Regions from separate parts of the Sus scrofa genome. Here region 1 is linked to region 2. A link is a contact called in public HiChIP or PLAC-seq data. All regions are on one chromosome and are shown on one strand. Each heading gives the region's core, a stretch centred on a gene start, on an enhancer-like site or on the middle of the called end of the contact. The rest is flanking DNA. Distances are from core to core; before and after follow the strand shown.

Region 1 (5,159 bases), core at 2,487-4,986, 340 kb before region 2:
GTAAGTCCCAAATGGCAAGTCACTCTTGGTTTCAAAGACAGAGGATTTTAGATAAATGCACCTCATTTACTAGTCTTATTTCCAGCACTGATTTTTTTGTCACTGTTTTATTTTTGAAAACAAGTCATATTAATGACTAAGGTTAATCCTGAGGGATGGTGGAAAGTAACAAAATGAACATATTCCTGCTTTTTAGAAGTTATAATATTGAGCACATTAGCTTTCTGTGATGTGTGGCATGTAATTGTTGAGAGGCAAAGCTGGGAATTTGTTTTGACCTTTCACATTTCCCTTTGATTCCTTAGTTCTTAGAGAACAAATTATATGGTGTCAGTGACTTTAAAGTGTATATATTGACAAGTGCAAATAATACTACATTTAAATTGACGAGCAGTGATGGCTTGTAATCTGTAGGATATAACCATCCCCAATGCCAGCGTTACAGTCATGTGGTATTATGCATACAAAACTATGTTCCTATGATTTTGATGTTATGGGAAGTAGCAGACTGTTTTCTTAATTCTCATAAGTTGAATTTTCCCCTAAAGACTCATTATGAAAAGGCATGTTGAGACGTGTGTTGTCATTACAAGATTGTTCTCGCTTGGCGACAAGCAACAAAAGGAGAAAAATGTTTCTGACAGTTTCTGAAATGTGATCATTAGAAATCATTCTCTGAAATTAATGAGATGCTAGAGAAAGCCAAGAGCTTAATAGATCATACCGTGTGTGCAACTTGATGAGGGCTTTAAATGGGGATGCGATTATTTGCCAAGTGAAAGGGAACCGTTTTCATGATCAACTACTTTCTCACTAATTCTGCTTAATGCAAGTTGAGTAGATCTACAGTGATAAGCACTGAAATGATTATAAAATGCTCTGATCCTAAGGAAATTGTATGTAATTAACTACTAAAGATTTAGTTTTACTCACCTAAATAGTCTTCTATTTATTTTATTTTTTTGTGATGAAACATTTTAAGAATCAGCTAGAAGGTAAATTCTCCCACCCAAACCATTGAGTCTCCCATTTGGTGTTTCTTGTTTTTCCCCATCTGTTGACTCTTGGCGTCTCCCCTGCTACTCCTGGTCCCCACCTGGCCCCGTCGTGATTCTTCTGTTGAGCGTCTGTCTCCATGGAGACTGACTGCTCACAGGGAGGAGCAGAGTACAGCATCCAGCTGCGAACGTCACCAGACTCTCCGTGGATCAGTCTCAGTTTGATTTCGGTGCAGAGAGGAGGAAAAGTTACCTTGTCTTCAGAGGAGCATAAATGTGTTTGGGACCTAAATTCTTCCCTCCGTGTGGGTTCTCCACATGCAGCTTGCTAACACCCCGAGAGGAGAGCTGGGGAGCCATCTGTTCCTCCTGCTTCAGTGTCAGGCGAGCCTTGACAGTTGCCGGGAGGACGCAAAGGGGAAGGAGAGGGGGGACAGAAGAAAAGAGAAGAAAATTAAAGGTTCTCTGAGAAATTTACACCAGCAATCCAACTGTGCAGAGGAAAGGTTAACTAGAAACTCGGGAAAGATATGGTAACTGGGTATATACTCCTCCATAAAATACACAATTGTTCCAAATAGAAAAGGACTAAAATCCATAAAAAATTTGTCCCTTAATGTCTAGAGGAACTGGGTCATTAAAAAATGTCAGGAAAATTGCTTATTTTACAGAGAAGGCACACAGGTTTATAGGAAAGCATAAAATCATTGAAAGCCTGTTTTGGGGGCAGTGTCTCACTCATGCTTTGGATGTTATGGCCCTTTTATTTGTTTCTACCAAGAGTAATACTTCTCACAAATGTCTGGACAGTTCTAAAATTAGGTTTTTAGACCTGCATAAAAAGCTCTAGATGCCTATGTGATACATAATAGTGTTAAAGTTTAAATTAAGAAATTGAAAATATGTGGAAGACATTGAGCCAGTGTCACTTCTTACAATTTCTGGGTATCAAAATCACTCTGATAGTGGAGGCACCAGAACTGAGAGCCAAATTCTTTTCTCTTCTAAACAGACTTGTACGGAAAAACATTATTAACTTCCAGGTGTGCACTGGTGTCTCTGGACACCTGGTTAAATCCAGGATTTGGTTTTCAGTCACTCTATCACACTGGGATTCACTCCAATTTGTATCTATAGCTCTTTGAATTATTGCTTTTTTTAAAATTGGGCATTTTCCTGCAGTTTAGATCTTTACCTTCTATATATACAGAAAGAAGCATCTCTAAAACAATAATGAATGACGTGTAATTTGTTTTATGGTATACAGAAGCTCTCATAATATACTTGGCTTCATCTGGGTCTCAAAAGAAGGTTGAGAGATAGGAATAGTTATAATAACCAAGGCTCAGATAGGTTATTTGTCCAAGGTTACACAGCTAATAAGTGCCAGACCTCAAACCTAGTTGTTTTCACTCCAGAGTCTGTGCAGGGCTACATACTGATTAATAGTTTCGTGATGCCAAGCTCGGGTGCTTTTGCTTTAAAGAGCCACTCAGGTGTTAGCCTATAAATCACTAGGGAAAAGAAACAGGATTCTGTCATTCTTTGGGAATGGTGCTTCAGTACCTTTGTGTGCTGTGTGCTCTCCAGGATAAAGAGAATTCCAGCTGGACTCACCACAAGACAATAATTCCTATGAATTTTCTAGGAATGAAAATTTAAAAAAAAAAGTCTTTACTTTCAGCACTGTATTTTTTTTTTTTTTTGTATTTATGCAGTGCCTGCAAAAAGCAAGTAACCTGAAATAAGTGAGCCTTAGAATCGCAGAGTCTTAACAAAGCTGTTTTTCTCTGCGTTAGTGGAGGAGTGCCTGTTACAGAGTTAAATCTGTTTAGGCAGGCTCATGGCTCCATGGGCTAGGCAGCCGCACAGGCTTTTCCATGTGATTTTGTCAGCTATGATCTGGGGCTAGGTCATTCCCATCCTTGTGCTTAATAGTGCCAGTGGGCAATAAGAAAGCCTGTTCAATCACTTAATGACTATTAGGACTAATTTATCATTTAGTTTTCAAATTGTGAATAATTTAGCAGACATTAAATATTTTCTGTACCAAACATCCTGTTCAGAAGATACAAGAAAGGGTAAAACTTTCTCCTTGGCATTTGGGAATTCCTCTTGTGGCTCAGTGGGTTATGAACTCAACAGTATCTATGAGGATTCGGGTTCAATCCCTGGCCTTCTTCAGTGAGTTAAGGATCCTGTGCTGCGTGAGCCGTGGTGTAGGTCAAAGATGCGGCTTGGATCCTGTGTTGCTGTGGCTATGGTGTAGGCCAGCAACTACAGTTTTAATGGGACTCCTAGCCTGGGAACTTCCATAAGCCAAGGTTGCAGCCCTAAAATGCAGGAGGAAAAAAAAAAAAGCTTGTCCCTAGTGTTAAAGAGCTTATTGTCTAGTAAATTTGCCACCCATATGAACAATAAATCCTACTACTAATGCCTATTTCTGAGATTTTGAAAAAGAGAAGTTGAAACACTGGGAAGTTATTAAAACCTGGTTGTTTAAAATTACAGGAACGGATGACAGACGTAGGAAAGAGATCTTATATGTCCACCAGGCTGATCTCCGACGCTTGACTACCTTGTTAAATATGATTGCATCATTTCAGGATGAAGGGTAATGCTGATTATTGGCTAATTTTGGCTCACTCTGCTTCATTATCAAGTGCACTTCCTGAGAGCCCTGTGTTTCCTGGTTGAAGTGTGGCTGATGACGTACTTGTAACCAAGGGGCTCGGTTCAGCCCAAGGGCTTCTCTCTGAGTAACAGAGAGCAGGCCAAGTAAACAAGCACTTGGCTGTGCTGTGTCTACGGGAAGGAATGCAAAGATTAATTCACCGGCCCTAATATCTTTAATCCAATGATCCACAAACAAAACAATGCCATTTGGATTTCAGTAACGGTAATGGCACAACAGTTGTTGACTTCTATTAGTGTGTAATTAACCCTGTAGTGTGTCAAGATGACAGTAGTAATTTTCTGTTCATTCAGGAATGTCGACAGACCTCAGTTTTCTAACCAGTCTTGTTATATCCTTCGAATGCTTTGATGTTTAATGTCAACATTTATGATCACATTGACAGCTAACAGTGATAGCTGTACTTACGACGTTTCACAGAGCATTTATTTGTTTATTTTATCCTCAAAGGGTTTCAAGTTCAAAGCAAAGCTGCAGTGTGGGATTTGGAGATGGCAATGGTGGGGGTTGGGGGGTAGTGAGGGGAGAGATGGGTAGTCAGTCCATCAAGCCAGTGCTTCCAGATTTAGGACTCTCTCATCTGGCTTGTGTGGCTGTCATTCCAAAGATGATTTGAATCAGCCTACCGTGCTTCCTTACATGAAGCCTGTCCTGAATGATCCAGTTATCTCTCTCTCTGTCAGGTCCTTTCTAATCTACACCTGTCAATTTCTGAGTTTTCCAGAGCATTGTTGCAACTTTCGTCACTGTCATGGGCCTGTCATGTCCACATTAATATGTGCTCCAAGCCACTTCCAGAGCACAGAATGCTGTAGTTACAGGGTCTTATAGGAATATGTGCCTTCAGTACACGGGGACCTCTCTTCCCAGGGTTCCTTCTCTCCTGGCCTCGAGCTCTCACACCATGGTGGACCTCATGAGGTACCCCAGGTACCATGTTCCCTGTTGTAGCTCTTCCATGCAGGAAAAAGACCAAGCCTGCCTCATGCTCTACCTGTGGTACCTTTCAGTGCCATCCTCAAAACTCAAAGCCACTAAAGTAAGGCAGAGGCCACAGGTCCTAGCTAGGCTGCAAGACGGCATGGCATGTCTTTTCTTTCCCTCTTGGTTTTCCAAAAGCTTGGGGCCTCACACAAATAGGTGATGAATTTCCGAAGTCTCTATCTGAACCCTCAGCAGCCCATACTGTTCCGAGGAGGCCAGAGAGTTGTTTTTATTAGTAATGGCCCCAGTGTTCACCAATGTGTAATACACAATTAGTAGTCATCGAATGGAGTGGAAGTTATTGGCCTTTAAGGCCTTAATTGAACCTCTCTTTGTGTTCAGAGCACTGGTTCATATATCAATGTAAAGTTTGTCAAATTCTTGAAAACTTTTGGGATCATTTGATAAAAATGAGCAGAGATGGTAGCTCAAATTGTTTTCTGGGTAATAGATCTTGTTTAGGCTTTTTTCCCTAGTGCAGC
Region 2 (5,440 bases), core at 2,101-4,600:
TCAATTTTCAGTGAAAAGGTTGATTTTCATAGTGGGCTACAACTTGGGGGTTACAGGGTGATATTCACCCCTGCAATGCCCTAAGGCAGTTGTCCCTGCCACAGTGTCAGGGGTGGCACAGGCAGAGGAGGGGAGGGAGGGACCGTTCCTTGCCAAGGCGCTGAGAGGTTCCACAGCTAGAAAGGAGGTTGGCTCACAATCTGGATCCAAGACTCTGACTCCAGAGCCCAAGTTCTTAATGCAGCCCTGTCTATCTATCTGTCTGTCTGTCTGTCTGTCTGTCTGTCTGTCTATCTATCTATCTATCTATCTATCTATGTCATCTATCTCTTTATCTAGAATATATATGTATTACTTCTCTGAATGCAGTGGTTTCAGCCAGAGATTCCTTTTCCTCAGGATTTAGAGGTACCTCAGGTTTCTTTTCACCAAGAATAGCAAGAGGGAAAGTTAGGTTGATTCCCCCCCATTAAATCTTCCATCTTCCAGCTAACACCATCCACCCACCCACCCACGCATTCACCCACCCATCCCTCCACCCACCCATCCCTCCACCCACCCATCCATCCCTCCACCCACCCATCCATCCCTCCACCCACCCATCCATCCCTCCACCCACCCATCCCTCCACCCACCCATCCCTCCACCCACCCATCCATCCCTCCACCCACCCATCCCTCCACCCACCCATCCCTCCCTCCACCCATCCATCCCTCCACCTACCCATCCCTCCACCCATCCATCCCTCCACCCATCCATCCCTCCACCCACCCATCCCTCCACCCACCCATCCACCTCAGCGACCATCACCGCCAAGCATGTTCCTCTCAGTAACAGCTGCTTTCATACCATCATGAGCCTCATCAAGGTGACTAATTTCAGAGGAAGTCTGAGGGTCTGGACTGGGAGATTGGCATTTGGTGTCACTGAACAAACAGCAGGCAGATGTTAGCAGGAGTTCTATTTAGGGTGGTGTTTTCCTGGAAGTCTGTCAAGGAGTTTTCCAACTAAAATTAACTTTGTAGCATCTGAGCCAGAAACACAAGCTGTGCTTCACTCTCATCTTCCTATGTGAACTCCTGAGTGTGTGTGTGTGTGTGTGTGTGTGTGTGTTAAGGATGCAGCCAGATATAAAAAGGGCTTTGGTGAATTGTAAGGGTAGCATTGTGTTTAAGGAGGCATCTTTCAGAAGAACGTCCCCTGTGTGTAGCTCAGTACAGGACGTGCGTGTGGCTTTCTGAATTGCACTGAATTGAAAGTAGAAGCCCACTTTGGCCAGGTTTACACCAGGGAGTGTACTCAGTCACCAGCAAGAGTGGTTACGACCCTGGTGATAGCACATCTGTCCTCATCTGGGAAATGGTGGTAAAAGATGGGGCGTTGAGGGCTCTTGGAACTAGCGGCCAGAAGCCGTGGCTGTTTCTGAGGCTGACTCTGCAGGTAGAGCCTCTCTTCCCAGAACTGCTCCCTGGGGGCTCCACTCTTCGGATTCCACTATAGACTTCCTTGCCTTCTGGCTTGCATATGGTCTGGTCCGTGGCAGGGGTGAGCTGGGCTGGGCTTTTCCATACAGTCTTGCTTTGGATGGGCTCTGTCCCTTTCCTGGAGCCCACCCTCCTGTCAGGGTCCTCTCAGGCAACTGCTGTCTCTTCTTGCCTCTTCAGGCCTGGGGATGGTAGGAGCATCCCCTTTACCTGATTAATACACATATTTAAGAAAAAATTGTTTGTAATGAGCAAAGAAATGCAGGCCCAATTGCTTCCGCTGTGTGACAGCCTCTGATCCTCTCCCCACTGATGTCCCTACCCTTTCCGCCTTCGTAATAATTCCGTTTATTTACAAGTATCACCATTGCTGGCGAGGAGGCTCTGATAACACAGGTAAACTGGGGTTGTAGAATCCTAAGGCGAGTCCGCTAACCTAATCACGTGTGATTATCCTCCATCGGAATTTATGTAGTGCCAGCCTTCCCCCTCACAGGAAGTTGTAAGAGCAAAATGAGAAAGTGGAAAAAAGAGGCTCCGGATAAGTTAAAATAAAAATGCAGCTCAAAGGCTAGGGGCTCATGCAACTTATGCGATGACATCGCTTTGTCTTCGCAGCCCTGATAACAGGCAGGGTAAACTACTTAGTCACTAGCAATCCCAAGAAAGTGTATCCTGTGCTTCTTTCTGGGACATTTTTCATTAGACAGCATCTTGCTTTTTACCCGCAATTCAGCCGAGCATGGAAAATGTTGCACACAAATTCCTCACTTCATCAGAACATTTTCTCCCTTGGCCGGATGCCCTCCATTTTTGTGGACACAGATGTCCAGTGGCTGAGACAGATGCATCACACTAGTAATCAGCGAGTACAATAAAACCACACTTGACTTTGTAGAGGGTAGAGGACAGCTCACCTGTGTTCTGTTTCCTGACCCAATTCAAAGAAGAGGTTCCCTCGGCCTTCCAGGGCACAGCCTGTCCTGCTTGGCTCAGACCATCCACGGGGTGCCTCAGCGCCCGGCATCCGTGCTGCTCTGCGACACACGTGCCCCCGGGCCACTTCCTCGCATCCCTGTGTCCTGGCCATGGGCTGCTCCGTGACAGGAGTGCCCAAGGAGGCAGGGGGGCATCTAAAGGTCCCCGTGAGCACATGTGAACACAGGGTTAGGTCATTCCACCCTGATTTTTTTGGGGTTCTTTACATACATTTTCCAGAATTGCTATTTGGTTTGTCATCTGCCCCCCCCCGCCCCCGGGTCTGATCTTTTAAGAAAAATTCAGGCTCTCAGATCTACCTCATGAGCTGTGGACTCTCACAGGTTGGTCTGACCTGTGCAAGAGCGCAAGGTGTAAAGCATCGCAGGTTGATGCTTCCACGTTTACTGCTGTCCCTTCTTCAAGGAATCTTAAGGCCAGGACTCTTCAAAGTTCTTGGACCTTCGTGCTATGGTTTGGTAGTGACTTCTAGGTCTTTGCATGGCCGTGCATTCGAGAGTAGGAAACTAGAGATTTAGGACAAAGGGGCTTGTAGCTTATCGGGGTGTTCTGCGAAGTTCCGTGTCCTCCTTACAGAGCCAGGCAGGGTGATTGGGTGTAGAAGCCTCCCCCACCTCATCCCTCTAAGGCTCGAGGATGGTATGCAGTAGTCTCAGTAACGCTTCCCGGCAATGCCCATGACACCGTTTCCCATCTCGCTTCTGGAATAACCTCTCCACGTCACCCTGTCTCTGCTCCCTCCTCCTTAGCCATAGCAGTAGGAAGGATGCTGTGTGCTTCTCGTCCCTTCAGGCTTCCTGGAGAGTCTGCTCCCTCTCCCGATAGCGGTTCAGCTTTACCCTGATGATCTGGGCAAACGCAGTGAAGCATGGTGGCACCTCGCTGGCGTGGTCTGTCAGCTCGCCTAGAATAGAATCTCCGTCAGGGCTGTTTGCCTCCTGTGGCCGCTCCAACTGGCAAACAGGTTGAGTCTCCCCCTCAGCAGCTGGCTCCCATCTGCCCCCTATTGGTCTGCAAATGTGATCCTGTTTTAACTCCAACTTGCAGCAGAGACATGAACAGCCACGAAAGCCATGTGGATTTGAAACTGTGCCTTGTGAAAGTGACACTTTAGTTCAGTCATTTAAAGCCAGTATCTCGGCCAGTTTCATTAAGACGCCCCATGTGCCGATGGCAGATGATTGAAGCCAATACGTTCCCTTGACTCTAAGGAGACTGGAGAAGCCACTCAGTTGAGTACACGAGGCCTTTTAGTTTCTCTAACAACCCTGCCCCCACCCCCCACAAGTGGCCAGGACCTGGTTCAGGATATATGTTCTCCTCTGAAATCAGTTACTAAGCAGGCTGCAGATCCACGCAGGGACCATCCAGGAGAGACCAGCGTGCATACTGGTCATGCTTAGCTCAGAGCAGGACTTTGTGAGTTCCTCCCTCTGAAAACGGTGAATGCACAGGTTAAAACCCACAGCCCTATCTCGGAACCACTTTCCCTGCTTTAAGATAACAGCACAGGTGACAGACGTCCTGCAGCCCTTCTTCAGAGCAGACAGACGGACTAGAGGAATCTGTCAGGGTCTACCTCGTTCTGGAACTCAGCCTGTCGGATTTAGTTTGCAAATCCCTCTTGTACCAAGTGCATGTGATAGGATCTTTGGGGTTAATAATAAGAATAGAGCAAAGACGAGGCAGAGGAACATCTGATTTTGGTTATCAAACAACACAGTAGTTCCTTGTCACCCTGCATCGTGTAGGTGGACAGGGACAGGGGTCTAAGGGCCACCTCCTTGTCCCCTCAAGGGGGTTAATATAGGACTGTCATCAAGCCATAGTTAACAGTGAGCAGAGCCCACGAGAGTATAAGGCGCACACATTTGTCCTCTGTTAACCTTGGCACTAGACCTGTAAACTAAAAGATCTTTGAAAAAATTGTGGTATTCAATAAATGGAAGATTCTGAAATCATGCGATTTCCTTCCGTTCACCCAGGTTCTGAATTGCCGCCTGAGGAGTGACCATCCCTGGCCAGGGCGACTCTGCTTTTGTTTGATTCCTGGTGCCATTTGCTGTTACAGATCCCAACTGGCCAGGATCCTGGGGTCAAGTTCTAGAATGCAAAAGGAGAGTGTGCTCGCAAATCCTTGGGAGGGACCGTGGCAGGAGGTTGGAGGCGCAGGCAGCCTCTTTGGTCTGTTTCTCACCTTTCGTAAAACTGATGATATGAGCATGACGCTATTTACAACCTTAAGGACACTGAAGCATATGTAATGCATTCCCCTCAACAGAATAGTGTCTAAGCAGGCATTCTGGAGATTTCATCACACAGGATTGATGTGATTATAATTAAGAGGATTGGCAGAGTTAGTTCCCTGAAAAAAAGGCTTGACCCAGGTTAACACTCGGATGTGAATAATTATTTCTCTAATTAAAAAATAGAGGAGCAATGTACTTTCTTTGCTGATGCTCCACCCTGTCTCCTAAACCCAACCCTACCTCTTGGGGTCTGTTCTCATGTACACATTTAGATCATGTATATTAAATACGGAGATTATCCTTGCCCCCTGATGGTCCTGTTGCTGAGATGTGCAAAGATTTGTGGATGGGTTGCCACCGGTTTTCTTTTTCTGGTGGCTACTTCGATGCCTCGGTTTTAAAAGCTCAGTCCTCGTGCTTTGGAGCTTTTAAGATTCCACTTCTAGAACCTTGTACTTGGGATCTGCACTATCCTGGGAAGAAGAAAAACCCATGACCTTTAAGAGACAAATTTGGACTCTGGGGGGATCCTCATTTAAGCTTCCAGAAAAGCACTACCGCATGGGCTGACAATCATGCGCCTTCTACAAAACACTTCCTCTGCTGCTGAAAGAAAATACCTAATTACCAGAGCACTTGTCACTTTACATGATGTACAGGTGATGTGGGAAATGAGGCACAGTCACAAAAAGCAACAAACATTCCCAA

Evidence for each region. HiChIP or PLAC-seq counts read pairs in DNA pulled down with a chosen protein or histone mark.
Region 1: an H3K27ac HiChIP or PLAC-seq map of skeletal muscle shows a contact between it and region 2, with 2.8 times the contacts expected there. The contact joins two enhancer-like sites. A contact is called at or near these places in 1 of 47 Hi-C or Micro-C datasets (heart right ventricle) and 1 of 2 datasets of contacts at active chromatin or transcription factors (skeletal muscle).

What each region holds. Positions count from the first base shown.
Region 1 is chr11:10,911,573-10,916,731 of Sscrofa11.1, reverse strand. All of the region lies in intron 7 of LOC102159559 (a long non-coding RNA gene), which reads left to right. Among named protein-coding and RNA genes, the nearest start is that of NBEA, 170 kb to the left of the region's middle. Within about 2 kb of position 3,736, at least 24 of the 83 cell types and tissues checked have an H3K27ac peak or open chromatin away from gene starts, as enhancers often do. A contact at or near this core is called in skeletal muscle, where this site is marked.
Region 2 is chr11:10,575,546-10,580,985 of Sscrofa11.1, reverse strand. All of the region lies in intron 12 of LOC102159559 (a long non-coding RNA gene), which reads left to right. Among named protein-coding and RNA genes, the nearest start is that of RFC3, 430 kb to the right of the region's middle. Within about 2 kb of position 3,350, at least 6 of the 83 cell types and tissues checked have an H3K27ac peak or open chromatin away from gene starts, as enhancers often do. A contact at or near this core is called in skeletal muscle, where this site is marked.